4 separate regions of the Mus musculus genome follow, and regions 1, 2 and 3 are each linked to region 4. A link is a contact called in public Hi-C data. All regions are on one chromosome and are shown on one strand. The core of a region is the stretch at or near the end of the contact, and the rest is flanking DNA. Distances in the headings are between cores, read along the strand shown. Region 1 holds the start of A930018O16Rik. Region 2 holds the start of Nsun2 (NOL1/NOP2/Sun domain family member 2). Region 3 holds the start of Hnrnpk (heterogeneous nuclear ribonucleoprotein K). Region 4 holds the start of Zfp367 (zinc finger protein 367).

Evidence for each region. A called contact is a pair of places that touch in the nucleus more often than the background predicts.
Region 1: a contact with region 4 is called in a Hi-C map of CD4 T cells, with 10 times the contacts expected there. The contact joins the promoter of A930018O16Rik here to the promoter of Zfp367 in region 4. A contact is called at or near these places in 1 of 39 promoter capture datasets (pre-B cells) and 1 of 484 Hi-C or Micro-C datasets (CD4 T cells).
Region 2: a Hi-C map of CD4 T cells shows a contact between it and region 4, with 6 times the contacts expected there. The contact joins the promoter of Nsun2 here to the promoter of Zfp367 in region 4. A contact is called at or near these places in 2 of 484 Hi-C or Micro-C datasets (CD4 T cells and CD8 T cells).
Region 3: a contact with region 4 is called in a Hi-C map of B cells, with 5 read pairs. The contact joins the promoter of Hnrnpk here to the promoter of Zfp367 in region 4.

What each region holds. Positions count from the first base shown.
Region 1 is chr13:69,529,951-69,536,767 of GRCm38.p6, reverse strand. It overlaps A930018O16Rik, which reads right to left and starts at 2,453. Exons shown (of 1, transcript XM_011244606.3): 1 at 1,317-2,453. The coding sequence starts at 2,453. The coding sequence ends at 1,572. It overlaps Tent4a (terminal nucleotidyltransferase 4A), which reads left to right and starts at 2,904. Exons shown (of 13, transcript NM_198600.2): 1 at 2,904-3,280.
Region 2 is chr13:69,607,189-69,614,055 of GRCm38.p6, reverse strand. It overlaps Nsun2 (NOL1/NOP2/Sun domain family member 2), which reads right to left and starts at 2,040. Exons shown (of 19, transcript NM_145354.5): 1 at 1,868-2,040; 2 at 1,598-1,755; 3 at 1,014-1,118. The coding sequence starts at 1,963. Srd5a1 (steroid 5 alpha-reductase 1) reads left to right here and starts at 2,593. Exons shown (of 5, transcript NM_175283.3): 1 at 2,593-3,089. The coding sequence starts at 2,809.
Region 3 is chr13:58,400,905-58,407,282 of GRCm38.p6, reverse strand. It overlaps Hnrnpk (heterogeneous nuclear ribonucleoprotein K), which reads left to right and starts at 4,771. Exons shown (of 16, transcript NM_025279.3): 1 at 4,771-4,890. It overlaps Rmi1 (RecQ mediated genome instability 1), which reads right to left and starts at 4,686. Exons shown (of 3, transcript NM_028904.3): 1 at 4,494-4,686; 2 at 193-281.
Region 4 is chr13:64,148,911-64,155,921 of GRCm38.p6, reverse strand. Zfp367 (zinc finger protein 367) reads left to right here and starts at 2,723. Exons shown (of 5, transcript NM_175494.5): 1 at 2,723-3,322. The coding sequence starts at 2,933.

The DNA of each region.
Region 1 (6,817 bases), core at 1,204-3,703, 5.4 Mb before region 4:
TGTCACCAGACATATAACAAAACATTTACTCTAATTACAAAGACTTGTCTAGTGGCTGATTAATCAAAGGAGCATGTTAACTAAAGGCAGTGGCAAAGACAGAGCGTGAGACTATAAAAACCAAGGAAAGCACTCTAAGAAGAAAAAACTGACAGCACAGACGACAGACTCTGGAAGCTGGCAAGGGGACTGAGTGTGCGTGGCCATTCTACTAACACTCGTGGGAGGACCTACCTTCTGTGTTACACCGTCCTAGAGCTGATGTCCAGCAGAGAAGAGGACAACAAGCCTGTCTCTCCTTGGGGGCCTGCCATTCTGACAAAGTAGAGGGAACACAGAAAAACTATATATTGGATAGTCGGTGAAATCAAAACGTGCAGAAGCCCCTCTCATGGGTGCCTGAACAGCCTTGTAAGGAAACAGATATTCACAGATGTTCTCAGGTTATGGTGACATTTCTTAGTGTGTGCCCAATCCAACATACCAGGGGTCCTAAGAAAAGAGGCAGACATGGTGAAAGTGCCATGCAATGATGGAGTCAGGTTAGTGATGTGACTGAACAAGCAGTGCCAAGGAATGCCAAGAATAATAGACACCTGGAGGAAAGCAGGAAGCAGGGTAATTTTCCTTGTACAAACCTTCTGAGACATCATGGCTGCCGACATCCAGAACTGTGGAGGAGCAAACTTGCTTTCTGAGTGCCCGAATCAGTAAAATCAGGGAAAGAAATGGGGAAGCTGTAAGACCCAGTGTAAAAGCTCTGGGGCAGGAGTGTGCCTCACACTTGCTGCTGGTGCGTATGAGGTTTTGGGACAACCTGGAGAAAATGGGGAAAGACTAGGTGGAGTCTGGCAGGTTAGCAAGGCTGTTACATTTTGATCAGTGAGAGAGTAAGCTCCAGTAACATTCTGAGGCGATAGACGATCTGATTTCTTAAAAGTAACAACTTAAATATGTATGCATATATGCGTGGACATATCAGACGCTGGGATCACCGGCTGAGTGGGTTAAAAATTAAAGGGGGCAAAGGAAGGAATATGGGGAAAACACCTGGGAGACAATTTAAAAACAGACCAAAGACGGAGGTGACCAATGAGAAGAGAGGCAAGAATTTGTCTTTGGACAGTAGCAGAGCCAAGAGGAACGAGGGACGGAGGAGGGCAAAGACTTTTGCGCTTTTGCCCAGATCCATTAAAAATTGAGTTCAAACAAGAACTGTTTTTCTTTCCCGTAGTATTTAACACAACACACTCTGGGACAGGGCTTCAGGGCTTGCGTGTACTGTTTGCAATCGTCCTGCCTTGGCCTCCCAAACGCTGGAATTACAGGCACTCGTGACCACACACAAAGCATAGGCTCTGCTCATTGGCTGTGATCTCCACATACACCGGTGGTCAGAAAACGCCAGAGATAAAACATTCATTCGCATTAACGCTACTGACTGAAGGCAGTAAGCACGCTACCTGGCCCTTACTTCCACCTTGGTACAGTGTGAGAAGGGCCAAGTACTTGGTAAGGTTTGCTCCACGGTGGTACAGACCACGAGGGAAGCAGTTCTCTTATGCTCAAAATTAGCGGAGCCCGGATGCAGAGGCCCAAGGACGGCAGAGGCAGAGCGGGCACCCGCTGGGCTGGACCCGCACACCAAACGCACAGGACACCAGAGCTGCTTCCGGCTTCACGGGCCGTGGCGCCCGCACGCGGCGCATGCCAGAGCAGGCGCGTTTGGTGGAGCGCGTTGCGAGCGACGGGCCACGCGTGGCCGGCTCTGCCCAGTCACTCCACCGTACAGAGCACGCGAGGAGAAGGCGGGAGGGCGGGGGCTCGACCCGGTGCAGTCGCAGCGGTTTCGTTTTCCCAGGCGGTCCGCGACCGCAGCACACCAGCCGGCGCGGAAACTTCCACCCGGCACGCTGGCGTGTCTGCGCACGCGCAGCGCGGCCCACACAGCCCAGCGCCGACCCGCACCCGCCCCTCCGGCCCCGCCCTGTCTGTCTGGTCTGCATGCGCCCGCGCCACTGTCTCTCCGCCGCCGCCCGGAGCGCGCAGTGCGCAAGCGCGGTAACCAAGGCGGCGCTGTCTAGTGAGGATTTGAAATCCCCGCGCGTGCGCACTGCGCCGCGGCCCGCGAGGGAGGCCGCGCCCCCGCGCCGCCGCCCCCGCGCCGCCTCCCCGCCCCTCATTGGAGCTGAGGCGGCGGCCCCCATCCCTCTCCGTTCCCGGCCGCCGCCGAGGGCGTCTTTCCGCCGCCGCGCCGCAGGAGCGCCGTGACTGACTGACGGCCCGACGCTCTGGGCCCGCCCCCTCGGCCGGTCACCGCCCCTTCGATGGCCTCTCCCTGCCGCCCGCACGCTACGCCGCCGCCGCCGCGGCCCCCTCGCCCTCCCCGCGCCGCCTGAGCCACCGGGACCGCAGCTGCGCCGCGCGCCCCACCGAGCGCCGCCCGCGCCCATCCGCGCGCACCGGAGCGCGGCCCAGGCCCGTCCGTCCGTCCGTCCGCGCGGCCGGCCCGGGGCGCGGCGGGGCGGGGCGCGGCGGGGGCGGGGCGCGGCGGGCGACGCGGGCCCCGCGGGGGCGGCGCGTGGATGGATCCGCGCGTGGCCTGGATCCAGCCGGAGCAGAAGGGGCCGGCCAATGCCCTGTGGATGCAGATCTGGGAGACCTCGCAGGGCGTGGGCCGTGGCGGCTCCGGCTTCGCGTCCTACTTCTGCCTCAACTCGCCGGCGCTGGACACGGCGGCCGCGCCCGGGGCGGCGGGGCGCGCAGCACCAGCAGCAGGAGGCCCGGGGCCGGCGCCCGCCGCCTCGTCCCCGCCGCCGGCGCCCGGCCCCGCCGCGCTGCCCCCGGCGCTGCTTACCGCGCTAGGGCCCGCGGCGGACAGCGCAAGACGCTTGCACAAGTCCCCGTCGCTGTCGTCGTCGTCGTCCTCGTCGTCGTCCAACGCCGAGTCGGGCACCGAGAGTCCCGGCTGCTCGTCGTCGTCCTCCAGCAGCACCTCGCTCGGCCGCGCCGGCAGCGGCCGCACCTTCTTCAGCTTCGCCGACGGTGCTGCCCACGCACACCCGGGCCCACGCGGCTCCACGCCCGCCGGCTCGCCGCCGCAGCACCAGTTCCACCCGGGTCGGCGGAAACGCGAGAACAAGGCCAGCACGTATGGCCTCAACTACCTGCTGTCGGGCAGCCGCGCGGCCACGCTGAGCGGAGGGGGCGGCCCCGGGGCCCAGGCGGCGCGGCCCGGCACGCCGTGGAAGAGCCGCGCGTACAGCCCGGGCATCCAGGGGTGAGTGCGCCCGAGCCGCGGGGCTGCCAGCGGCGCGGGCACTTTAAAAACTCCGTTGGATCGAGATCCACCAGGCAGGGGGGATTGACAGTTCGGGATGGAGGCCTAGGGCTAGACTAGAAAGTGGTTCCTTTCTTTCCTCTGCTCCAGGGCAGGGAAGCAAGGGCTGGCTGTCAGAGTGGGAAGCGTTTACGCGTGTTCTTTCCTGTAGGCTAAATCCTGTATCTTAGTGTAGTGAGGTTGAATGTAAAAAATTTTTGTTCCCTTTTTTTGAGACAGTAGGTTTTTGGTATTGGTGCAGTTTAGCCATCAAGTGAGGTTTAGAAGTGGAGTCTTGTGTGTGTTGAGGTTACCTCGTACGTTTTAATTTTGGGCAGACGTTCACAGAAAGACCGTCACCTGGGGTTTCTGAAAACCACCTAATAGTACTCAGGTTTTTTTCCTGTGAACTCACAGGAAGGTGTTTTCATTTAAAAATTTTTCCATAAGGCTCAGAGGACCTTAGCGGTTTAATGTCCCCAATGACAGCAAGGTGGGGGTGTTGGTCTGGAATTGCCCCAGGTGAGACTTTTCTAGTATGAAGCTCTTCATTCAACCTATTGGTTGAATTTCTGAACATCTAGAAACAAAATAGTGGTTGTGTAGTCTCAAGACTGGTGAGCTTGATTTGCCTCAGTTCCTGCCGCTCTTAAAGGGCGTCTAACCTCCCCCCCTCCCCCTCACTCCAGGGAGCGACATCCCCAGTTCAAGTCCACCCGGGTGGTTGCTAGGCCCTGGGACTCCTTTGAGGTAACTTCTTAGGGGGCTGTTTGCGGTTTGAGGTCTGTGGGGAACACGGATACTCTTTAAGGGGTTGGGGGTGTTACATAGAAACAGTTGTCCCCTCTGCAACTTGTTTCACCTGCCTTGGATCTTTGGGTCGGGATTCTCCAGCATGCACTACAAATCCAGGAGGAGCCTGGTTTCTTCTGCCAGTTCCCCCGCAGTGCTTGCTTGTAGAACTTTGTGAGACAGGTGTGGCCGTGGACCTACGGGAGGTTTCTGGATTGTTACATAACTGTAATGGACATGGTGTCTGCCGGGAGACGGATCCTAGCCTCTGACAGAGTTCCACTTGGGTACTTAGGCATCAGCAGCATGATCTGCCCCTCGGTGAGAGTTGTGTCCCTTGATGTGGTCTCTCTGGTGGTCTGTAAAGCTGGTCAGCCTCTGTGTGTTCTTCTGTGGCGTTTTGTTAGTATGTGTGCCTCTGTGGGCTAGGTGTGCTTTTAGAGTCTAGCATGGGTGCAGTTGGCATGGGTGGCATGTATTTCTATTGATCCCACAAGCATGGTCCCTTCTTTAAATACCCTCCCTTCCTGGTACAGATGAACATTGCCACCTGGGTATTCATACTTGGCTCCTGTCACCCTACTCCCAAGTCTGTAGTTCTTGATTAGCCGCTGTCCCCCAAGTCTGGGTCTCTCTTCCTATGTCAAGCACATTGTAACCACTCTCTGGAGGAGGATGCTCAGGCAGTCCAAGACTGGGGTCTTCTGTGCACTGTGGCCTAGCCTGTGTCCTTGGTCAGCAGGGTCAGTGGGATGAGGTTCTACCAGCCCCCAACTTTCACGAGAGCCTCCATTACTTCCCCCACCCACCCAAGAGAGATGAAGGCCTGACTCGGTGGTGCTTGGGCTCTGCCACTCTTCTTGCCTGAGCCCTGCCTCAGAGCCCCACTTGCTCACTTTAGGGTTCAAAACCCAGCTAGAGTTTAGCGTTGGATGCTGCCTGGTGACTCTTCCTTTTCTGTCTAGGTGGCATGTGTTGAATGGTGACTCCTGGAGGAGGAGCTTGCTAACTGGCTTGGCATGTGTGCGTGAGAGAGTGCCTCCTGAGAGGGTACCTTGTCTGTTTCCTACTGTGACTGACCTCTCGAGGGGGTGGGAAGGAATTAGTGAACGGGCACCAGTAGAGCTGAGCCCTATATGTTAACAGTAAAGGTGGCTCCAACTATTGCTGGTTGCTCTCACGTGAGCTGATCTTGGATGGCAAAAAAAGGACCTGTCTGAAGCTAGTCTTGTGCTGTGTGGGGCCAGCACCAAGCCTGGCTTAGCAAGAGACACAAGTAAGGTTAAGTGTTGGCTTGAGCGTGGCCCAGTTAACAGTGAGGGGGCCTGTTATGTTAGTGAGAGGCTGCTGAGCTTGCTTTCTGCTGCTGGGGACGTGCCTTTGGGGGACTCCGCAGACCTCCAGAAAGGGTGAGTGGTTTTCTGGTGGGGTGAGAGTCTGGGTCTCTGCCCAGGTGGACACGGGGCACTTGCACCTTTCAGCTCTCTGGGTGGAGTTTGCCCTTGGAAACTGCTAGACTGCTTTCGATCCCGGGTAGGATGAAGAAAGCGGACAGGGCTTAGTGTAATGAGCTTGGGGAGGAGAGAAGGTGAGCCCTGCTATGGGAGCTCCCCTGAGCCCAGCTCTGAAACCTTCCTTGGGACATGGCAGGCATAATGTCAGATGTGCCTCTGCATGAGTTTCTTGCTTAGGATGGAGGCAGGCATGGGCAGGCTCTCTGGGTCCTCCCTCCCCCCTTTAACTAACTCACTGTGCCTTCTGAGTCCTTAACTCTGACCCACAGTGTGATTCCTTAGTCCTGGGCAGTCTCAGTGGCTTTAGAAGCTGCTTTGGGTTAAAAGTAAAGAGCATTCCCCTGGAAGTGAGGATTGGAGTGTGGTCCTGACCTCCCTGGTGTCTTGCAGGAGTGCAGATGGACAGGGGAGGCCCCAGCCCTTGCATACACCTGCAGCCCCATGACTTGAGTTGACTCTGAAGGTTGTGTCCTCCCAGGTGTGCCTACAGTGGGCAGCTTCTCTGCAACTCTCTTCACCATAGTTAGTCTTTGAATGTGTCCTGTGCCCTTGGCGACAGGAGTCCCGTTGTCCGTCTGAAGCCGGAGAAGCCTCCAGTGTCAGCAGTTACAGCTTGGCTGTGACTGATGGTGCTCTCAGGGCTGTGGGGTGATTCCCTCCCAGCTCCATGACTGCTCTTTTTGCTGTTCTCCTGTGAGGGAGTCAGAGCTCGGTGGAGCAGCCAGGTTCCCTCTCCTGCAGCACAGCTCCTGGCTGTTCTGACAGAAGCAGATGGCCTTTCCTCAGAAGGCTCCATTGGGAAGGCACAGGTGAGGGCCCAGTGGGTTGTGCTGTGGAACACAAGTGTAGTCACTGCTATCTCCCTCCCTGTCTTCCAGTGAGCATCAGGGGATGCACGGGAGGGAAGAGGGAATCAGGGAAGCTGTAAACCCCGCCTGTGCAGGTGACAGTGGCATAAGAGGTTTCTTTCACAGAGATGCTCAAGGTTGAAGAGGGAGATGAGAACAGTATACTACACAGAGCTTGTTGTCATATGGACAGTGTTACCTCCTGTGCAACCTTCTCCAACTAAACAGCACCACTCTCTTGTCATGGCCAGTCTCCATACAGAACTGGAAAGGCTAGTGAGATGCTGTCCCGGGCAGCTGAGGGGAGTCCCGGAGAACTGCTGCACCACGGCTTGCTCAGGATG
Region 2 (6,867 bases), core at 791-3,290, 5.5 Mb before region 4:
CCTACACCTTCAGAGCCAGGGATCACAGGTAATAAAAGGGCTGTCATGGGAGCAGGAGTGCCTGGCTGCTGGATACAGGGGAAGCCTGACTGAATGTGAGCCTACAGGCAGGCTGCGCTGGGAAACACTGGCACACAAGCCATAGCAACCTGTGATGAGACTGGCAAGCAGAGCTTGTCTTCCCTTCTACTCGGAAACTAGGATGTGGAAAACTGGTCATTGTAAAAAGAAGTTCAAGAAGCAACTCAGGAACATCAAGGAGGAAGCTGGACCCAAGACCAATTAACCAAACTCATTAACTCAATTAACTGCGAGTCACTGATGAACATGTGTACCCCAACCTCATGTTAATAAAAGCACTACAGGAAAGAACATTAAGATGCTTGAAAAGAGGCAGATGATGGGGGCTGGGGAGACGTCTCAGTGGTTAAGAGCACTGGCTGCTCTTCCAGACCAGAGGTCCTGCGTTGAATTCTCAGCAACCACATGGTAATGGGATCCAGTGCCCTCTTCTGATGTGCCTGAAGACAGCCTCCCTGCACTCGTATACATACATACATAAATCTAATAAGGCAGATGATGCTGGTACATGGATTTAATCCACCCAGCAGAGGCAGGTGGATCTGAGTTTGAGACTAACCTTGTCTACAGGTTTCAGAACACCCAGAAATCCTGTCTCGGAAAACAGACAAACAGATGCTTGAAAAATACATCCAGGGACTAGGTACACGGCTCAGCAGTTAAGAGTACTGTCTGCTCTCTCCCTCCCAGAGGTCCTTCCCAGCAACCACATGGTGGCTCACAACCATCTGTAATGAGTCCTGTAATGCCTTCTGGTGTGTCTGAATACAGTGTACTTATATATAATAAACACGTAAATCTTTATAAGAAGAAAAAAAAAGGAAAGTACAACCAAGCTCTTTAAGCCGACAGTGACTTTAGAGCTGAGAAGTGCATTAAAGGGGGTTGGGGACCTAAGAAACACCCAGCACGAGGAAGCATTCTGTACCCACCAGCTTAGTGGTTGTGGAACTTCAACTTTCTGTCCATCTACTTCCAGGTCCTCCAACTCCTTAAAGTACTTGTTCTTCAAGCAATGGAGAATCTCTTTGGCATGGCTATGGAAAAAAAAAAAAAAGCAAGTTTCACAGTCATCTAAGAAGGTGAGTTGGTAAGATTTAATAGCTTTAAGATTGCCAAGTGTTTTAAACGTAAAACCAGTTCTGAGAAGACGTTCCATAAGCGCTCCGGGGTGTGCAGACTTTTTAACACCTAGGCCCTGTTAACATCTAAGAAAGCAACACCATCAATTTTCTAACTCCCTCCAGTTCACTGTTCTGTTGGACACACCTTACAAATAAGGTAAAAGCAATACTGCATTTTGTCACAGCTTCAGTTTTTAATTGCCACGAGTCTTGCGGACAACGTACTTTGACGTGCAAGAGAGGCAAAGATTCCTGCTGCTCTGATGGTCCCCCATAGGACCCAAGTCTTTCCCGGGTCGCGTTTTCTATTCATATTCTAATGTCCCACCGAGGACGTTCCTGTGCACTACAGCCCCCAAGTCCACACCTCAGAAAAGACACAGCAAACGTACCTTTTGTACCCAGTGATTCTCAGTGTGGCTGGGAGAGGTTCTCGGAGTGACTCCATGAATTGGTCCCATTCTCCCTCTGGCACGATCTTGAGTTCCTGATAGTAGTGCTCGAAGAGCTTGTTCTCCTTTACGATCTCGGGATAGCCACCTTCCCAGCCCTGCCAGGAAAGCGACAGGTGAGCAAGCTCCGACCGACACCCGCGAACCCGGCCCACGAGCAAGCTCCGCACGCGCGAGCCCACCAGACACCCCTCTCGTCCCCGCGCCTACCGCCTGGCCTCGCTTTCTGCCGCCGTCGCTGGCGTCTTCCTCGCCCTCAGGCTGCGGCGGCTGCTGGAACCGCCGGCCCCGCGCCCGCCGCCCCATGGCCCACGCGGCTGCACACGCGGAGCGCACACAGCGACCCACCAAACCGCACGCACGCTGCACTTCCGGCTGCATCCCGAGGACCCCGCGGCTGGGTCCTAGCAGAGGCAGTCAAAAAATATGCCTGAAAGACACAACATGCTCCCGCCGAGAACTCACGCAAAAAAAAGGGTGGTATTCCTATAGAGAACGTGTTTCCTCAAATCAACCTTAAACGCCACTGAGCGTGAATCTCCCCGTCTTACACAGAGACTCAGGCACCTGCATGGACGACCTGATCGTAGCGCGTGCGCAGAGAGTCATGGAGTGTTGTCCGATCTGTCGCTGTCCGGGTTAGACTGTGGAGGGGCGTGGTTGCAAGTTAGGCGGGGCGGAGCGAGAGTCTGTTTCGAGCGAAGAGGCGGGGTCTTTGCTGTGTAGGCGGGACTTTGTGGGTGATGCGAGGCTCTGGTGCTCCGCTGTGGCGCTGAGGGGGCGGAGCTCCGGCAGAACTTTTCGCGAGCCAAAGGAGCTCTCAGCCAATGTGTGTAGCGCTCCAAGATCGGGCGGGGCTCTGAGGAGCGGGGCTCGAGACTAAGGCGCCCTCCCCCCGAAGAGGCGTGGCTCCCTGTGTGGGCGGGGTTTTACCCAATCGTTCTCTCGTTTGGATTACGGGCGGGAGGGTATCTTCTGGTGGTGCTAGCCTGTGCTCCTGTCTCCGCCCGAGCAGGTGGCTCGCCCCTCCCCTGGGCAGGTACACCCTGCTGGAGCGCTGGCCCTTGTGGGCTGCTCTGCGCCCTCCTCCTGAGCTTATATGTGGCTCCACTTGGACATCCGAGCATGGAGCACGCTGCTCGACCTCAGCTATGGAGTTGGATGAGTTGCGCCTACTGGATGCGCTAGTCTACCTGGAGGGTTTCCTGGCTTTCGTGGCCTTCGTGGGGCTCCAGATGGTGGGCTCTTCCTACGGCCGCTACTCCTCGCAGTGGTCCGGCCGCCGAGTGCCCGCGCGACCTGCCTGGTTCCTACAGGAGCTGCCTTCAATGGCCTGGCCGCTGTACGAGTGCATCCGTCCTGCAGCCGCCCGACTGGGCAACCTGCCTAACCGCGTCCTGCTAGCTATGTTTCTGATCCACTACGTGCAAAGGTAATGGTCTTCCCTCCTGCGCTTGCTCCCGAGGACCCGCGGCTCAGAGACTTAATTCCGAAATACAAAGGATTGTCTAGAAAGGGAGGTAGAAAGGACCGCACAGAAGCGGTGGAAGTTCGTGTCTGGTCAGGGATAGTGGCACAGTGGTCCGGATTTCTTCCCTGCCCATCTGCAGACTCCGCCCTAAGGAGTATCTGCGATGCCATCCAAGCTGCATTTCTACTGTTTCCCCCTTGGGGAATCTATCCCTGGTAGCCTGTCCCATAGCCAGGTGACCTAGCTTCAGCTTGCTAACAACCTACTCTGGAACCACTGTGGACCCCGAATGTGGACTGGAGCAATTTCAGAGATGTTTTGCTTTCTCTGTGTGAGATGGTATGAATCTTTCCCAGGAGGTGTTATGTGAAAAATGTTTTAGTGACCGCCTCAAGTCTTTGGGTTTTCTAATAAACTGGACTGGACTGTCTCTAGGTCTTATCTTTAACTGACCCAACATTTATTAATAACGTTTAAATGTTTTCATCTAGATTCTGAAAAGTGCACAATTAAAAAAAAAAAAGGATGTCTCTATATCTAAGGAAGTTGAGTTCTGTGACATTTGGGACATGGGAAAGTCTCTTATCCTCTCTGATCCTAAAGTATTCATTTCCCAGAGAGGCTGGGAGAATGCATTGTTGTGTTAATAGCCTCTGCTTTCTTAAATCCAGTGAGGAGAAAGAATGAGTTTCTAGATCTATTGCCCAAAGTCCACTGTGGCCACTATGGTACATGAGTTGATTGATCTTTTGCTGTTTTGTTTTGTTTTGTTTGTTTTTTCAAGACCGAGTTTCTCTGTGTAACAGCTTGGCTGTCCTGGAACTTACTTTATAGACCAGACTGGTCTTGAACTTTCAGAGTTCCACCTGCCTTTGCCTCATGAGTGCTGGGATTAAAGATGTGCACCGCCACCATGCAGGGCTGGGGAGTTGATTTTTGACTGATTTCTTGTCAGTATTAATGCAGGCCCTTTATATGAGGGCACAATCAACATACAAGGAAGACTGAGTTCTGTGTAACCCAAATTGTTGATAGAGTATTCCAGAAGCTGAGGAGATGGCTCAGCAGGTGCATAGCCGTTCAAGCCCAAGGACTTGAGTTTGCATCCCACACAAGATTCTGCAATACCAGTGACCCTGTAGGGAAATGAATGCAGAGATGAGAGAACCCCTAGGGCCCAGGAGCTAGGTAAGATGGTGGTATACACAGCAGCGAACAACAGGTAGAAGGTAAATACCGACAGCCGAAGGTGTCTTCTGACCCACATATATGCATCTCTTCTGTGGCATACGCGCATCTCTCTCCGTCCCTCCCTTCCTCCATCCCTCCCTCCCTCCCTCTGCCCCTCTTTTCCTTCCTCTCTCTCACACACAGACACACACAAGTACAAAAAAGATATGGCCTATGAAATAAAGCTGTTATCAAATTGCTTGGTTTATTCTTAAGAAAGGCTGGGACCTTACTGCTGTCTGAATATCCACTGAACTCCTGTTCACAGAAGTATCTCCTTAAGAACACCAGAATTTGTGTCTGTGTGTGTCTGCAATGGATAAAAGCAGGTCCTGCAAGGCAAAGTGCTAGAGGTATGTAAGTCTAAATTACAAATTCTGGAGATTCCCTTTGGACTGAGAACGTAGCACAGTGGCAGACCAATCCCTTAAGATGTGCAGTGAAGGCTCTGAGAAGGGAGGCACTCTGTCCCTAGCACTGAGAGAAGGGAGGGGACTCACAGACTATTGGAATGAGAACGTATGTGCCGTATTCGATTGTACAGCCAAAAAGATTATCAAAAGCAGCCTATGGATTACATACAGTATTTTGAAGCTAATAACTTGGCCTAAAGAGTTACGAGGAGTGGGGATAGGGTCGACAGTCTTAAGGTTAAACAGACATCCTTGCAGAAGTTATTTTTGGTGTGAGGTTGTGGTGACCATCGCTCAAGGTTCTGATGCTGGCAGAGTCTGGGGAGAGATAAGTCTTGTCAGGAACACATACGTGCAAGCCTCTCTGACTGCTCATTGGCTTTATCTGTCATTAGTACTTGACGAAAGTGATTCTTATTTGAACAGCTGTCACCTTTTCCGTCTTTGATGGAGTACTTCCTCTGAAGTCTGCCTGATCTGGTCCTATGAACGAGGGATGGTAACTGGAGATCAGTGTTCACAAGCGCCCTTATCTCAGGCACATAAATGGGAAACTTAGAAGGAGAAGGAGCAGTTTTCATGAGCCCACTGCGAGGCTCTTTTCACTGTTTCATAGGCACTAAACATCACTGTCTTATTCAAATCCATGCGTTTGCAGACGCTTATCATACAGTAGTTACAGAGTTCAGAATGAGGCACAGAGGCAAATTCAGATCTGTACCGGGATCCGTGCCTTAGAGATAAGCAATCAGATAAGTCAGAGGACCAGTGGGGTTGAGCTGAGACCAGTTGTAACCATTAAACTTGACCTCTCAATTCACGGACTGGGGTCTCAGTTTCCCCAGAGCTTCATACAAGCGTAACATGTGACATTAGTGCCAGCACTAACGTCTAGCAGTGAGAATACATGTATCCCAAACATGTGCAGCACGGGTGTTTTCCTAGCGTGCTTCACAAACCTGCTACCTGCTCAGCCCCCTGGTAGCCTGATTCATCATTAGTTCTACTTTATTTCTTTCTTCCCAGTCTGGAGCAACCCAGCTATTCAACTGGGGGAGTGGGGACAGGGAATCATTCTATCTCACAGAATTCTTTCTCATACCAAAATAACCCATTGTTCTGTTTAAGTTTTCTTACCCAAAACTCAGCCTTATAACTATCATCCTCTTCAGGGCTACCTCTTCTATTTGACGGTCCCTTTCCACCTTGCTTATATTTCCCTCTTTATCTTCGTAGCTTGTGAATAATCTTATTTGTTAAACCCTCCGAGATAGACAAAAAGCAGTCCACTTCGCACTAAAAGAACACATCTTGTGTTCTTCTCATTTTCCTACCCAGCCCCAAACCCTTCAGTTTGATTTTTTTTCTTGTGCTCTGTATATGTGACACTTAGTGACACAGAGTGGGTGAAGACAAAAGTGGCCAAGGTTGAATTCTTTCAGAGACCAGTGTTTGCTGCAGATGCATGTTCGATCACTGTGAAGTGTTTTAGGGAGGCCCTGCATATTGCTACACAATAAATAGTTCTTTGCATGGAATTTAATAAGCCCGGAGGACCTAAATTTACATTTAGCTATTGGTATTTCAGAAATTTCACTTAACTTGGAAATTACTAAATTCTGGGTGCCCTCCATGCATAAAGAATTGAATTTGATCCCCAGGAGAGGAGAAAGAGGATGAAAGTAAGTGTGAAAATGGAGAGAAATAAGTCCATCTCACTCAGACTCTATTGGAGTATTATATAATTTAGTATAACTTTACATTTTCTAACCTATATGGGTGTGATGATATACTTATTCCTTTAATCTCAGCACTCTGAACTTGAACCCAGAGACCCTGAAAAAAACATTTTTTCAACTTACAAGGAAAATTCACTTTATTTATCTATGTATACATTTACTTATTTAATTTTGGTTTTCTGAGACGGGATTTCTCTGGGTAGCCCTGCAGTCCTGGAACTTACTCTGTAGTCCAGGCCTTGAACTCAAGAGATCCACCTGCCTCTATGTCCTCCTGAGTGCTGGGATTAAAGGCCTGTGCCACCATGCCTGGCTGCACAGTTCATTAATCTTCATTAATCTATCTTAGTTAGGGTT
Region 3 (6,378 bases), core at 3,522-6,021, 5.8 Mb after region 4:
ATTTATATGACTATAGTCGGCCACCTTACTCTGGGATGAGAGAAGTCTTACTTGTTTACCTAAATATTCTCAACTGTGCTGTCAGGTATGCTTAAATCTGATTCTCTCAGTATAACAAACCAATAGCAAAATACTAAAGACAAATCAATTTAAATATATATCTATGCTTAGCATGTCCATAAGAAAACTCACCACTTAGCAGGCCAGCCTGTGAGCTAACGAGGGATTTCAAGCTAGATGGTCAGTACAGTACTCAGAGCCTCCTCTGCAGAGAAATGACCCTGAAACATAAGATAAGGGGCAGTGAAGATTCTAGAATTGCGCCACAGAAAGTCACTAGCTTATTCCCATGAGTGCAAAAGTAGGATGGTGTGGTTCTGGGGACAGTTAAGTAAAATAAAAACAATACAGGCTAAAAATGGAAATGTAGCCGGGTGGTGGTGGCATACACCTAGCACTGGGGAGGCAGAGGCAGCCTGTTTCCAGGGTTACAGTTAAACCAGAAGATAACTAAGGTAATTAACACAGTGTGTGACCAAGCAGTTCAGAGGAAACTCAGGTACCGGAGGACTTTTTTTTTTTTTTTGAAGCAGTGATATATACCATGGCACAACTTGCAGGACTTGGTTCTCTTTCCACCAGGTGGGTTCTAGGGATCAAAACTATGGTGTCAGACTTGGTGGCAAGTGCCTTTAGCTGCTGAGGAAGGCAAGCATAGGAGATAGGGCAGCCTGGGACCCACTTGCTCTTGGTTAGGCATAATACCCTCTCCCTTGTAAAAGTGTCTTACCACAGTCATGGCAGACAGCAAAGGGTCAGCTAGGACACACAATTTCCCATTTGCTGATAGACAAACAACAGTCCCCTCAGTACAAGAAAAACAACTTGGAAAAAGAGGTCTTTTAAATTGAACATTAAGTTTATATCCTGTAACACACACCTTTTACTTTCCAGAACCAATATTAAAAGATCAGAAATAAAGACAAGAACAGGTGTATCTGCAGCCTTGGGCTCAATCTCTAGGATTTAGGAGGAAAGAGGAGAGGGATGAGGGAAGAGGAACAAAAGACACTGGAATGCTTATCTGACAAAGCTTATCAATATTTATATATTTGAGGGGGTTTGAATGTTATCAAGCAAAAACATACATTATGTCTATGAAATAGAAGGCTGTGTAGTCTTCAGATTTTTAAACATGTTTAAGTGTGTGGGGTGGTATAAGGTATATGTGGGGAGGTGGAGGCATGTGCACAAGTGCAGATGCTCAAGGAGGTGGGGGTCAGGTCCCTTGGAGTTGGATATTACACACTGCTGGGAGTTACTCCAATCCTCTGGAAGAGCAGTTAAGTTCTTAGACCAGGAACCATCCCTCTAGACCTTCAAGTTTTGTTTTGTTTTGTTTTGTTGAGACAGGGCCTCTCCTTTTATGCGACTTTGGACCTCTCTATGCAGACCAGACTGGTCTCCACTGAGATCTATTCGAACCTGCCTCCCAAGTTCTGGGATTAAAGGAATATACCATCACACCCAGCTCTAACATTTTTTAGGGACTATTTAATGACGTGAAAAATATATTCGTATTTCCTTAGCATAATAGCAACATATAAAGTTACAAAACTTAATCCTCACCACTTTTATAGTAAGAAAAAATACTTTTATTAACCTTTGTACCTGATATTTGGCTACTAATACATATTTACATTCTAAAAACTACTAAGACTTAAACAGAACCAAGTAGGAAAATTCTGCTAATTACCACTAAGGTTTAGGCATACTTGGCTCAATGATTAATTTTTAATCAGATTCAGATTTTTTTAATAGAACACCATTCCTAGATATTGTATGTGGCATTCAATCAATAGCTGAGATCTTAAATCAGTAACAAAGATTTATATCCATTTTATGTTTCTATTATTTTCCTTTAAAAAATAAGTTGGGCTAAGAAAGATGGCTTAGCAGGTAAAGGTACCTGCCACTAAATGTAACGATGAGTCTACTCCTATGGTCCAATAGGGTAGAAGAGAACTCTGCACAGGGTTGTCCCACAGGGTTATCCCCTGGCTCCCACTTAGTCACACTACAAAATGTTTAAATAAATAAATAAATAAATAAGCACTTACTTCTAACACCATTTTAACTTGTTAAAGACACTAAGATGACTTTAGAGTTCTGGGAAGGTAATAGACCTTACCTTTTATAGGGATAAAACCGTTATATTACTGTTGACATAAGAAGTAGCCACAAAGCTTGGCTGGTGGCACATGCCTTTATTCCCAGCACTCAGAAGGCAGAGGCAAGCAAATCTCAGGGTTTGAGGACTGCCTGGGTCTACAGAAGAAGTTCCAGCCAGGGGTACACTGAGAAACCCTTATCTTGAGGAAAAAATAAATAAAAATAAAACTAGAGAGAAAATCCCACTTAGGAGTCTCTAACCCAGCTCTGTTCTGTCATCTTGAATATGGTTTCTATCCTCAATACTTTTTAAAACTTTTTTTCATTATATACACATGTGTGGAGGTTAGAGGTCAAGAGAGTAAGGTCTGGTCTTCCCCCATCCTGGAGATGAAATTTACCTTGGCAGCCAACACCTTCACCCACTGCTCCATCTCACCTGTCTGCCCTCTTACCTTAGTTTTGTTTGTTTCTTGAGACAGTTTGACTATGTAGCTCTGGCTGACCTAGAACTCACAGATTCACATCTCTGCTTCCCAGCTGCTATGATCAAAGGCATGAACCATCATAGTTTATTCTACTTTTCAAAAAACTCCCTCACACATAAAACAAAACCCACAATGTATTCAAAGTACTGTAATAAGCATTGAATTGTCAGCACAAAGTGGCAAACAGGACAGAACTCGGGGTATGGTGCCTACAGTATTTCAAATATTTTCTCAGCCAGCTACTGAACTGTTGAAATTATATTAAATCTCACAGCTAAGTCATACTGAATCCAAATTGATACTAAAGCATTAGGTTAATGGTTACCCAGGAGCCACTAAAGGAAACAAAGTGGCATGGGCTTTGTTGTGACACCCAAATCCAGGGCCTCCGCACTCAGTGTGCTACACCACTGAGCTACAGTCTGAGGTTTTAATAAGGAATTGAAAACCTCCAACTCTAAATAGAAAATGAAGGACGGACAAAAGACACTTTGATTACTCAAAGAGAAAACCTAAAAAAGTGAGAGAAGAAAACAAACAGGTATAACTGGGGGGTGGGGGTGGGCGCAAGAACAATCCTGCCATGAAATCTTGAGGAAGCAACTTCTCACTAGAGACTAGTCAAGACAATTTCTGTAGTTTCCTTTAGATTCCCACTTCTCATTTACAAAAAAAGTTGTTAGCGGGGTGGTGGAGGCGGCTATGCAGGCAATAATCTCAGCACTCGGGAGGCAGAGACAGGGGGATCTCTGAGTTCCAGACCAGCCAGGGTTACACGGAGAAACCTTGCCTCGGAAAAAAAAAATGTTGTACTAGAAATACTAACTTGCCGGGCAGTGGTGGCACACGCTTTTACTCCCAGCACTTGGGAGGCAGAGGCATTGGATTTCTGAGTTCGAGGCCAGCCTGGTCTACAGAGTTCCAGGACAGCCAAGACTACACAGAGAAACCCTGTCTCGGAAAAAAAAAAAAAAAAAAGAAAAAGAAAAAAAGAAATACTAACTTTAGCTGGCCATGGTTACGCTTGCCTTTAATCCCTGCTTTGGGAGGACGAGGCAGGTGGATCTCTTGAGAGACCCTCCGGGTCAAAAACCACCATATGAAAAATCTTGAGCCAGGAGTGGGGGCACACGCTTTTAATGCCAGCGTTTGAGAGGCAGCGGCAGGAGATCTACAGGATCCCACGACAGCCAGGGCTACACTAGGCTGTCTCAGAACGAGAGCCCCCTCACCAGATCCTCAAGCCCCAGTCTCTTCTGTCAGTTAGGTAAAGGATGGCTCGACCGCTCTGTAACGGAGCGATTTACAGGGTGCTGGCCGGTGTGCACATTTTGGGATTATTCGAGGGAAAGGTAGGACAGGGTGCGCTCGCACACACGCCTCGCTAACTGGAGGTCACCCCTACAGGCTGACATCCGGACATCAGCCAGAGTCTGGGGACCGTGGAGCTCTGCTGTGAGGATGAGGAGCGAGGCGAGCACCCGCAGTGACCCTCCCTTCCCCTGGTGGGGCAGCCATGGCGGGGCAGTGTGCCTGCGAGCTTTCTCAGGGAGGGTCCCAGGGAGCGCTGCAGCACGGACGCGCGGGCATTCCCTACGCGGCGTTCCCGGGGGGTCTGCATCGCACCGGCCCAACACGGAAGTAAGCCCCGGGCTCCCTGGGAGCGGGCGCCGCTTCCAGCCCTCCCCCGCCCTCCCCGCCGGGGGAGCCGTTAGCACAGCGGGTTTCCCGGGCGCCGCGGAGGGGGCGCAGAGCCCGCAGCGCCGGGGAGGGAGGGGGCGAGCGAGACGCGACAACGGGTAGCTGCGGAACCCGGGCGGAGCACCGACCGACCTGGCCTTCCCGCCTCGCCTCGCCTCGCCTCGCACCGCAGCGTGATCCCAGGGCCGCGCGCCGCTCTCCCTCTCCCGTTCCCAGCTGGGTTCTCTTTTCCCTCTTTCACTTCTTCCCGCCCAATCGGGCGCTCACGGGGCGACCGTCCCTCCTCCAATCGCGCCAAACTCCCTCGGGGCTCGAAAATCCCCCCGCAGTCGCCCCTCCCGGCACACGTGAGCAGCGCCGCTGAAGTCTCGCGAGAGGTCTGTCACTACTCCCCTCCCCCTCACCACAGAGTGCGCGAACGAGAAAGGAGGAGGGCGCTACAGGCGACAGCGCTGCAGACGCCATTATCCTCTGCTTCTCCGCTGCACGGACGTCGCCGTCGTGCTCGTCTCCCACTCGATTGCGGCCTGTAGGTATCTGGGTGGGCTAGGGCTTCGGGGTAGCGAGTCCCCGGAGCGGGTTGGCGCCCCGGGATGGCGGCTTGGGCTATCCCCATGCCCGAGTTTTCTCAGGCCCGCGGCCTTCCAGCCCAAAGGGAGTCGCCGGCGGAAGGCGGGGTTCTCGGCGCCGTAATTGACGCGGCCACGGGCCAATCGCTTCGCGCTCGCACCACCGCCGAAGCCTGGGCAGCCAATGGGGCGCGACGCTGAAGTGGGAGGGGGTTTGTCCTCGTTCTCTGTCTAGCAGTGACCGACCGTCGGAGGCGGCGCGGCCGGGAGGCAACGGCGGACTCGCGCGGTGAGCGGGACGGGCGGGTCGCGCTGGCTGGAGCGGGGTCGGACGCCGTAGTCGGCTGTCCGGGGTGGCGTTCGGGGCGGCCGTGGCCCGCCGGGGAACGTTGCCCGGGTTCCCCTCCCCCCACCGCCGCCATTTCCCCGAGCGTGCCCCTGCGGTTGGCGTGCCGGCGCTAGGTGGCTTGAGGGACCCGGGAAGGAGAGGCCTGTGGGTTTGCGACGCGGGCGCCCCGTGTGGAGGGAGCGCCGGGCCGTCCGGTGGACTCGCGGGTGTGGTGTGTGTGTGTGCGCCCCGGCCGCCCTTTGTCCCTCCACGGCGTGGGCCTCCCTCCTCACCCCACCTCCGGGGTGGGGGGTGCTGCGCGGCGGGGCCGATGGGGCGGCCGCGGCGGCTTTGTCTCGGGTGGTGGGGGAGGTGCGGGGGACGGGCGCTCGCGAGCCCGCGTGCTGGGTGGGGGAGGGGGGTCTCGCGCGACTCCGCCTAGTCGCACGTAGTCGCCATTACGCGGGCCGCCATTTCCTGTCGGATCCGGGTGAGGAGAGGCTCGCCGCTCGGCGACGGTCGCTGGCCGCTGCTTCCAGGCCCGGCCCGTGGGCGGGAGGCGAGCGCGCGCGGTCGGTCTCGCTCGGCGGACCTGTTAACACCAGCGCGCTGTGGGAACAGCGGCCGCGGGACGAGAGGGCTGGCTGGGCCTGTTTGTGTGCGTAGACCCGGCTGATTTGCCTGAATCCATTTACCCCCGCGGCCGGGGGTTTAGCGGAGTGGCCGGCCGATCTCTGCATTTAAAGTGGTCCCCAGAGGGATCGTCATTTGCTGCCGGCGTTTTGGAATAGGAGAAGGCATGAGGGTGATGCCTCGACTTTAAGATCCTGTGTTGGTCCTTGGCTTTGGTAGGACTACGAGTTAACTGGACCAGTTGTGATGGTTTGGTTGCAGTCTTGGAGAGTTGGGTTAGAGGTAAAATTGTTGGGAAATAGCCTTTTTTACGTTGCCTAAAATAATGGTGTTGGTGATTAAAGATTCCGTGGCTTTGCTGAATAATGGTGGTCGTTTCCATCTGGTTCTTTAGATTTCTGTGTCTGAAAGTTCAATGTACCTTGTATTTGCCGCTAAGTTTTTTAAAGTTGGCAGATTTCATTGATTAGTGTTGTCAGTCACGACC
Region 4 (7,011 bases), core at 1,474-3,973:
AAGGCTTTAGGATACATTGTAAAAGATTTGACAGACTTTTATCAAGCTTTTTTTCCGTAGCTTTTTTTCATGCTGAGGATTGAGCCCAAAGCCTTACAACACATGCCTAGGTGTACCAATAAGCCACACCCCCAAGGGACTACATTTTGAACACTGAAATAGTATAGCTGGTTTTTTGCTTGCTGAGTTTTAGCTTTTGGAGACTGTTTCTCTGTGTAGCTGTAGCCCTGGGTGGCCTCAAACTCTGAGGTCCGCCTGCCTTTGACACCTGCTGGGAGTAAAGGCATGCACTAGCACCCTGTCTTTTTAGTCTCAGCAGGAGACCACTGCTCGTCTGTGACGGGTTTTAGTGTCTTCAGAGTTAGTGTACATCCTTAGGCTGTTAATTATATCTAGGACAGAACATAGACATCAGGAATATACGCACACATTGCATATAGCCCCCTGGTGGCATCAAAGTGGAGCAAGAAGCAGCTCAGAGTGACTTCAGTTCTCCCAGAATCAAACTCACCACATTCCTGGCATGTTTTTCATTCTCTTGTGGCTGGAAGCAAGTGGAGTTGCCAGGTTACCCTTCATCAAGGGTAATTTTTAGAAACCTTGTCAGTGTTCTGCTTTCTGGGTGATTCATCTTGCACTTGAGCAGGTTAGTGTTGAATAGTAATTATTGGCCAGTGTTTAACCTGTGGGCCTCTTGCCCAGCCCTTCATTCAAGTGTTCCTGATAGCTATATCTTTTTTTTTTATTTTTTAAACTTTCACTATCAACTATGAAACAAAGTATTTTAGTGGATTTGAAACAATGTAGTAAGGTTTCTGTTGTCGTTTACAATATTATCCCATTGTGGGAAACAAAAGCTGAACTTTCCGTTTCCAGATTGACTATTAAAATCAGACTGTATTTCCCGTCCCGCCCCCCACCCCCCCATACAGTAGATACAAGCTGTGGTACCCAGCCAGCCTCCAGAAAAGAAATCCAATTTAAAATGTTAAATGTATATGAGTGTTTGGCTTCCTTGAATGTGTATCATGTGCATGCATTGTCAGAGGAAGCTACAAGAGGGAAGCAGATCACCTGGGACTGAAGTCACATACTGCCACCACTGGGAGCTTGGAACCCAAGTCTCCTGGAGGAGCAGCAAGTCCTCTTAACCATGGAGCCATTTCTCTGGCTGCTTTGTTCTTTTTTTTTTTTTTTTTTTTTAAAGATACTTTTACTTGTCCCACTTCAAAGATACAAATTACTCAATGTATCTTCTTGAAACATTTCACTTCAGTTCACAAGTTACTTTCTCTCCATAAAGTCAAATTTGACTTCGGTATCTTGCTAGGTATAGTTTATTTACCCAAAATAAAGATGTGGCTAAAAATAAGGTCACACTATTGGCTGCTTTGATTTGTTAATTTAGGCAGTTTTCTCTAAAACAACACTCTGGTGCCTAAATTAATTTAGGCATAGCTTTGTATTTGATGGAGTTTAGTTACCGGTTCTATCGCTTAACCACTGGATACTCATTCAGATATAAAAATCTTTATGGAGTCTCTACTAGGAACAGGCTGCCTGGGAAACGCAGCAAGCAAATGAGCTCCAGTTGCCAGTTCTATCCTTTAGCCTCTAAAGAGATTTTTAAAAAATCTTTGAACTGCTACCACCATCAGACTGCCTGGGAAACACTGCAAGCAAGTACGACCGGGAGCTGACTACTGTGCGAATGGTTGCTCATGCGTCCCACCGCGGTCCCGAGCCTGGCAGCAAGAACCAATAGTCCGGGAACCGTAGCAGGGCTGGTCACGGGACTCACATTAAGAACCCATGCCCTTAGGCAGGAGTGGTGACTCACGTCTTTAGTCCCAGTACTGGGTGTGTGTGTGTATGGAGGGGGGGGGGCGAATGGGATCTCTGACTTCGAGGCCCTCCTGGTCCCTACATAGGGAGTTACAGGGCAGCCAGGACTCTATAGAGACCCTGTCTCAAAACAAAAACAAGCCGGGCGGTGGTGGCTCATGCCTTTAATCCCAGCACTTGGGAGGCAAAGGCAGGTGGATTTCTGAGTTCGAGGCCAGCTTGGTCTACAAAGTGAGTTCCAGGGCAGCTAGGGCTATGCAGAGAAACCCTGTCTCGAAAAACAAAACAAAACCAACAACAACCCCCCAACGCCCAAAAAGAAGTGGTGCTTTGCTGGCGCCTTGAGCAGCCGTGGGTGGGGTGGGGTGGGACGGGCGCGGCCTCAGCCCTTTAAACTGGCTGCGCGCGGGAGGGGGCGGATTGGGTGGGGCGATGGGGAGGGCCCTCTCCACTGCAACTTCTCCAGACTCCTACCCTCTTTACACCCCCTCTTCTTCTGGTGGGGGAGGGACCCAGCATGCTCGCCCCGCCCACCACCACGCCCCTTTCCCGCAGCTCCTCCAATCAACAGCCTCTTTCCCCCTCCCCACCTTCGCAGGAGTCATCCGGCCAGGGTGGGGCTCCCGACGGGTGTGTCAGGACAAGACGCGCGCTCCTACAGACTTTCGAACGCAGTTGGCCCTCCAGACAAAAAAGTATGAGAGCGGCGGCCAATGACGTGGCAGTAAGGACCCGCGCTCGAATTGGTTCCGCCCCCTCCGGACGGAACACAGCCTGGACCCGGCTATTGGCTCTCGCGACCTGTCACTCGTCGCGGTGGCCAGCCGCAGGGTCCTCGCGGTGACTGGTTCCGCCCAGGCGCGAAATGTAACGCGGGAAAAGCCGAAGCGGGGACCGCGGCGGCAGGTTGTTATTCTCGGGGACTCGGCGCCTCGCGTCCCGTTTTCCTGTCAGCAACGCTGCTGCAGCCTGATCGCCCGGAGCCGCCTGCCATGAGCCGGCGGCTGTGAGGCGCCGAGACGTAGCAGCGCGGGCGAGCAAGGCAAGCTCGGGCCGCCGAGAGCGCGAGGGCTGCAGACGAGCCAGCATGATCCGCGGCGCCCCGGCACCCATGGCGGAGCCGCCGCCGGTCGTCTTCTGCCACGACTCCCCGAAGCGCGTACTGGTATCGGTCATCAGGACCACGCCGGCAACGCCTCCGTGCAGCAGCGTGGGGGAGCCCGAGCCGCCGCCGCCGCTCGTCCCCACTAGCCCCGGCTTCAGCGACTTCATGGTGTACCCGTGGCGCTGGGGTGAGAACGCGCATAACGTGACGCTCAGCCCGGGGGCGGCGGGCGGCGTCGTTTCAGCCGGACTGCCCGTGGCGGCTGAACTCCCGACGCTGCGGGGTGCGCCTCAGTCCTCCGCCTCCGTGGCCGCCGTGTCGGGCGGGGAGGACGAGGAGGAGGCGAGCAGCCCAGACAGCGGCCACCTCAAGGTGAGTGGCTCGGGCGGCCCCGGGCGCGGGGCGGCCTGGGGCCCGTTAACGGCGCCGCTCGCCAGCGGGGCGGGGCCGGAGAGGAAAAGCGGGGTGGCGGGGGCGGTGGCTGACAGGACGCTGACGTCACTGCCGCGCGCCAAAACCGGACCTTTGGGGGCAAGGTGGTCATGTGACGGGTGCGGCGCGAAGGCCGGTCTGAGGGCAGCAGGTGCAGCGGGGTGATGAGGGGGAGGCTCGCTGTGTCCAGATGCCTTGCACTGCTGTGCTTGTAACCTCGCGGCCTCGGCCTGCTTAGATGTGGGAAGGAAGGATGTGAGCATTTGGCTCCAGCCCACATTGGGGCGGGGGCCAAGTATCGCACTGTATCCCTGGCCTGCCTGGGACTCTCAGAGTTCTACTTTCCGAGTGCTGGAATTCAAGGCTAGCGACACCATGCCCTACTATACCCTTTACATCCGGAGCAGCTGAGGGTTAGGGAGTTTGTTAAAGCGTCTTCATGAAAATCGTATGTATAGCTAGCTAGTGGGAGTGTTGGCACACGGTGACTGTGCTCGGAAGGAACCGGGAGTGTGTTTATGGGGCTAGACTTAATACTGGACATTCATCAGAGCTCAGGAAGGTATCGGTAAATCTGTGTGTCGAATACATGGTATTGCAAGATAAATATGCAGTTTTCTGTTGTTGGTTGACTGCCAGAATAACTTGATTTGCTACAGGTGTAGCAAAGCAAATTACCCAGCGGATTAAGGGATGCCTAGTTTATCAATTGAAGCAAGTTTGGTAACATTGTGTATGGGCGGTAGCCAAAAAGGTGAAACTGTTTTGTGTGAGGAAGTAGGTACTTAGCTAGTGGTATTATTATAGAGCAGTAAAGTTGAAACTTGCACCACAGTGCATATTTGAAAGAACAGTAGAGATGTTGGTAGTAGAAACTGCGTTGGTGTAAGGAACAGCTATTGTTGCTGGCTTCAGGTCGCCCCTCCTGACATGTCATCTTAGGTACTTTAGGTATCTATAACTTTTGTATTAATTCAATATTTTAGTCCTTAGAAAATGCATTGTACAGTTAAGTGACATACAAAAATACCGTGGAAGTTTCTTGTATTTGACTTTTTAAAGTTGTAGTTAATTTATATTGTGTCTGCACTTGTGTATGACTGACACTGAAGTCAGTTTTATGAACCACTTTGAGGGTGCTGGGAATCTAGCTCAAGTTCTTTGGAAGAGCAACAAGTGCTTTTAACCATTGAGCTATCTCTCTGTCCCCTTTTCCCCTCAATTTGATTTTTGGATTATCAAAAAAAAAAAAAAAACTGTCGTAAATCAGTGGTTCTCAACCTTCCTAGTGCTGCATCCCTGTAATACAGCTCCAGTTGTGATGACCCCAACCATAAAATTATTTTCGTTGCTACTTCATAGTTATAAATTTGCTACAGTTATGAATCATAACGTCAATATCTGTTTTCCCCAATGACCTTAGGTGATCCCTGTGAAAGAGTTGTTCGACCCCCAAAGGGGTCTGGACCCCGTAGGTTGAGAACTGCTGTTGCTTGTATTTATTTGTTTTTCCAGACAGGGTTTCTCTGTGTAGCCTGGACTGTCCTGGAACTCACTCTGTAGACAAGGTGGCTTCAGTCTCAGAGATCCTCCTGCCTCCGGTCTCGAGCTGGTGAGAATTGTTGTAAAGAGATGAAATCATAGGTGTGTGCTTTTGGCTTGAATCAGACTTCTCTTTCCATAGATCTGTGTACATGTTCTCACGGTACTCACGGTACATAAGCTTGAGTTTTGTTTCTACATCTTTACCCCTTTCAGAGGGAAGTATACTAGAAGTAATGTGGAAATGAAAGGGCTGATATAGATGTATATTTTCCCCTTCTCACAGAACACTTAATTTTCAGAATTGATTTGATAACAGTCTAGTTCTTTTTTTAATTATTGGAGTGGTTCAAGGGCAGCTCCAGAAATTCATTTAGGATTCTCAACTTAAGAGAGAAAATTCGAATAGGCCTTTATTTGAGAAAGTGACCTTATTTATTTATGGTCAAGATGTTGTTGGTTTAAAGAGGGAGAGGGAGCCCAGCCCCCTTTATGCTGTTTTGGCGCTGAGGTTCTTACGGTGATGATCTACTTCTCCAGGCTTTGAGTGAGTGATGATGCTGGCTTGGCTGCTGAATCTGCTCACTTTCCAGGAAGATGGAGATGAGTGTGTAGTATGGCTAGTGTCAGCAGTGCTCCCATCACCCTTCATTCTGTCACTCTAAGGCACTAACAGCTGTGAGGGAGATCAGCGTTTGTTTCTGCTTGTTGCTATGACTCCCAGGGGAGGTGTTAACATCTGAGTTGTACACACCCTATGTCAGCTTTCACCCTACACTGAGTGGGTAAAGAGCACCTATCACCTGCCAGCATGTTTTGGACCCTCGTTTTAAGGTCACTTAGCACTATTTGTGTATATATAGCATTATCGTTTGTGGTTGAATTCTAGGAGAGACCAAGAACAACTACAGAGTCCTTGTCTTCCCAGGTACTATATTCCCCTGTCTGTACCCCTGTACTCCCTGTTCATATTGTATTCATGATATATGCTGTAGGGCACCGATCTTGCCCCTGTCTGACCTGTATCCACTTTTAATATCCAAACATCTAGATTGTGTGTTCACATAATTGATTTGTATATAGTGGCTTTTAATCATCGTAGAAACATTTATTCTGTTAGCAATAGTAGCTACCATTTTTTACCTGTCGTGGAGTGGGCACTTTGTAATGTTAGGAGTAAACTACCAGGCTGTCTGTTGAGCACTCTGAATTTTTTAATTTATCTAATATCATTTACCTGCTGAGAATGAGAAAAAGTGTCCCTAAGATAAAGGTCATATGATAGGTAGCAGAACTTCTGACACCAGCAGAACTCTTGTTTTCACTCTACATTATATTGTTCCCATATGTACACGTGTAAATGGACTTTTAGGGATTAATTTTTAAAATATTAAGTTGATGTAAGCATATGTAACTTATTTATGGCTTATCCAAATCAGTTGAGATGCTTTATATAAGGGCACATAGCTTGACATTGACTATTGACGTAGAGACTTGGAAAGTTGTGAATATAGATCGGGTGAGAGTAAGCAGATCTGAGCAGCATGGGGAGTTTGGATCCAGACCCAAATGTGTCATCAAGGCTCACAAACATTTCTAAAGATCATCATCTGCTGCTGCTTCTCCTCCTCCTCCTCTTCCTCTTCCTCTTCTTTCTCCTCCTCCTTTTTCCTGATTTATTGTGCTTAAACCTATCTTAATAGGCTTAATATTTTAAATCTATCTTAGATAGGTTTCTATTGCTGTGATTAAACACCATAACCAAAAGCAACTTGGAAGGCAGGGCAGGAACCTGGAGGGCAGGAGCCGGATACAGAGCGCTATTTACTGGCTTGATTCTATGGCTTATGGTGTCTTGTTACACAATAGAAATGCTAAGTCTGGCCTTTTAGTTGAACTTGTCAAAAACATTCAAGGACTTTTTAGGTCTTCTGTCTTCATATAATTATAAATACTTTCTAGAGGTTGGGAGATTATACAAAAGTTTTTAGTGGTGTAATCATCCAAAATTTCATGTTGACATTTTTTCTTTGAGTCAATAGTCTTGACAACATTTGTCCTTCAGTCTACAGATAAACTTAATTGGA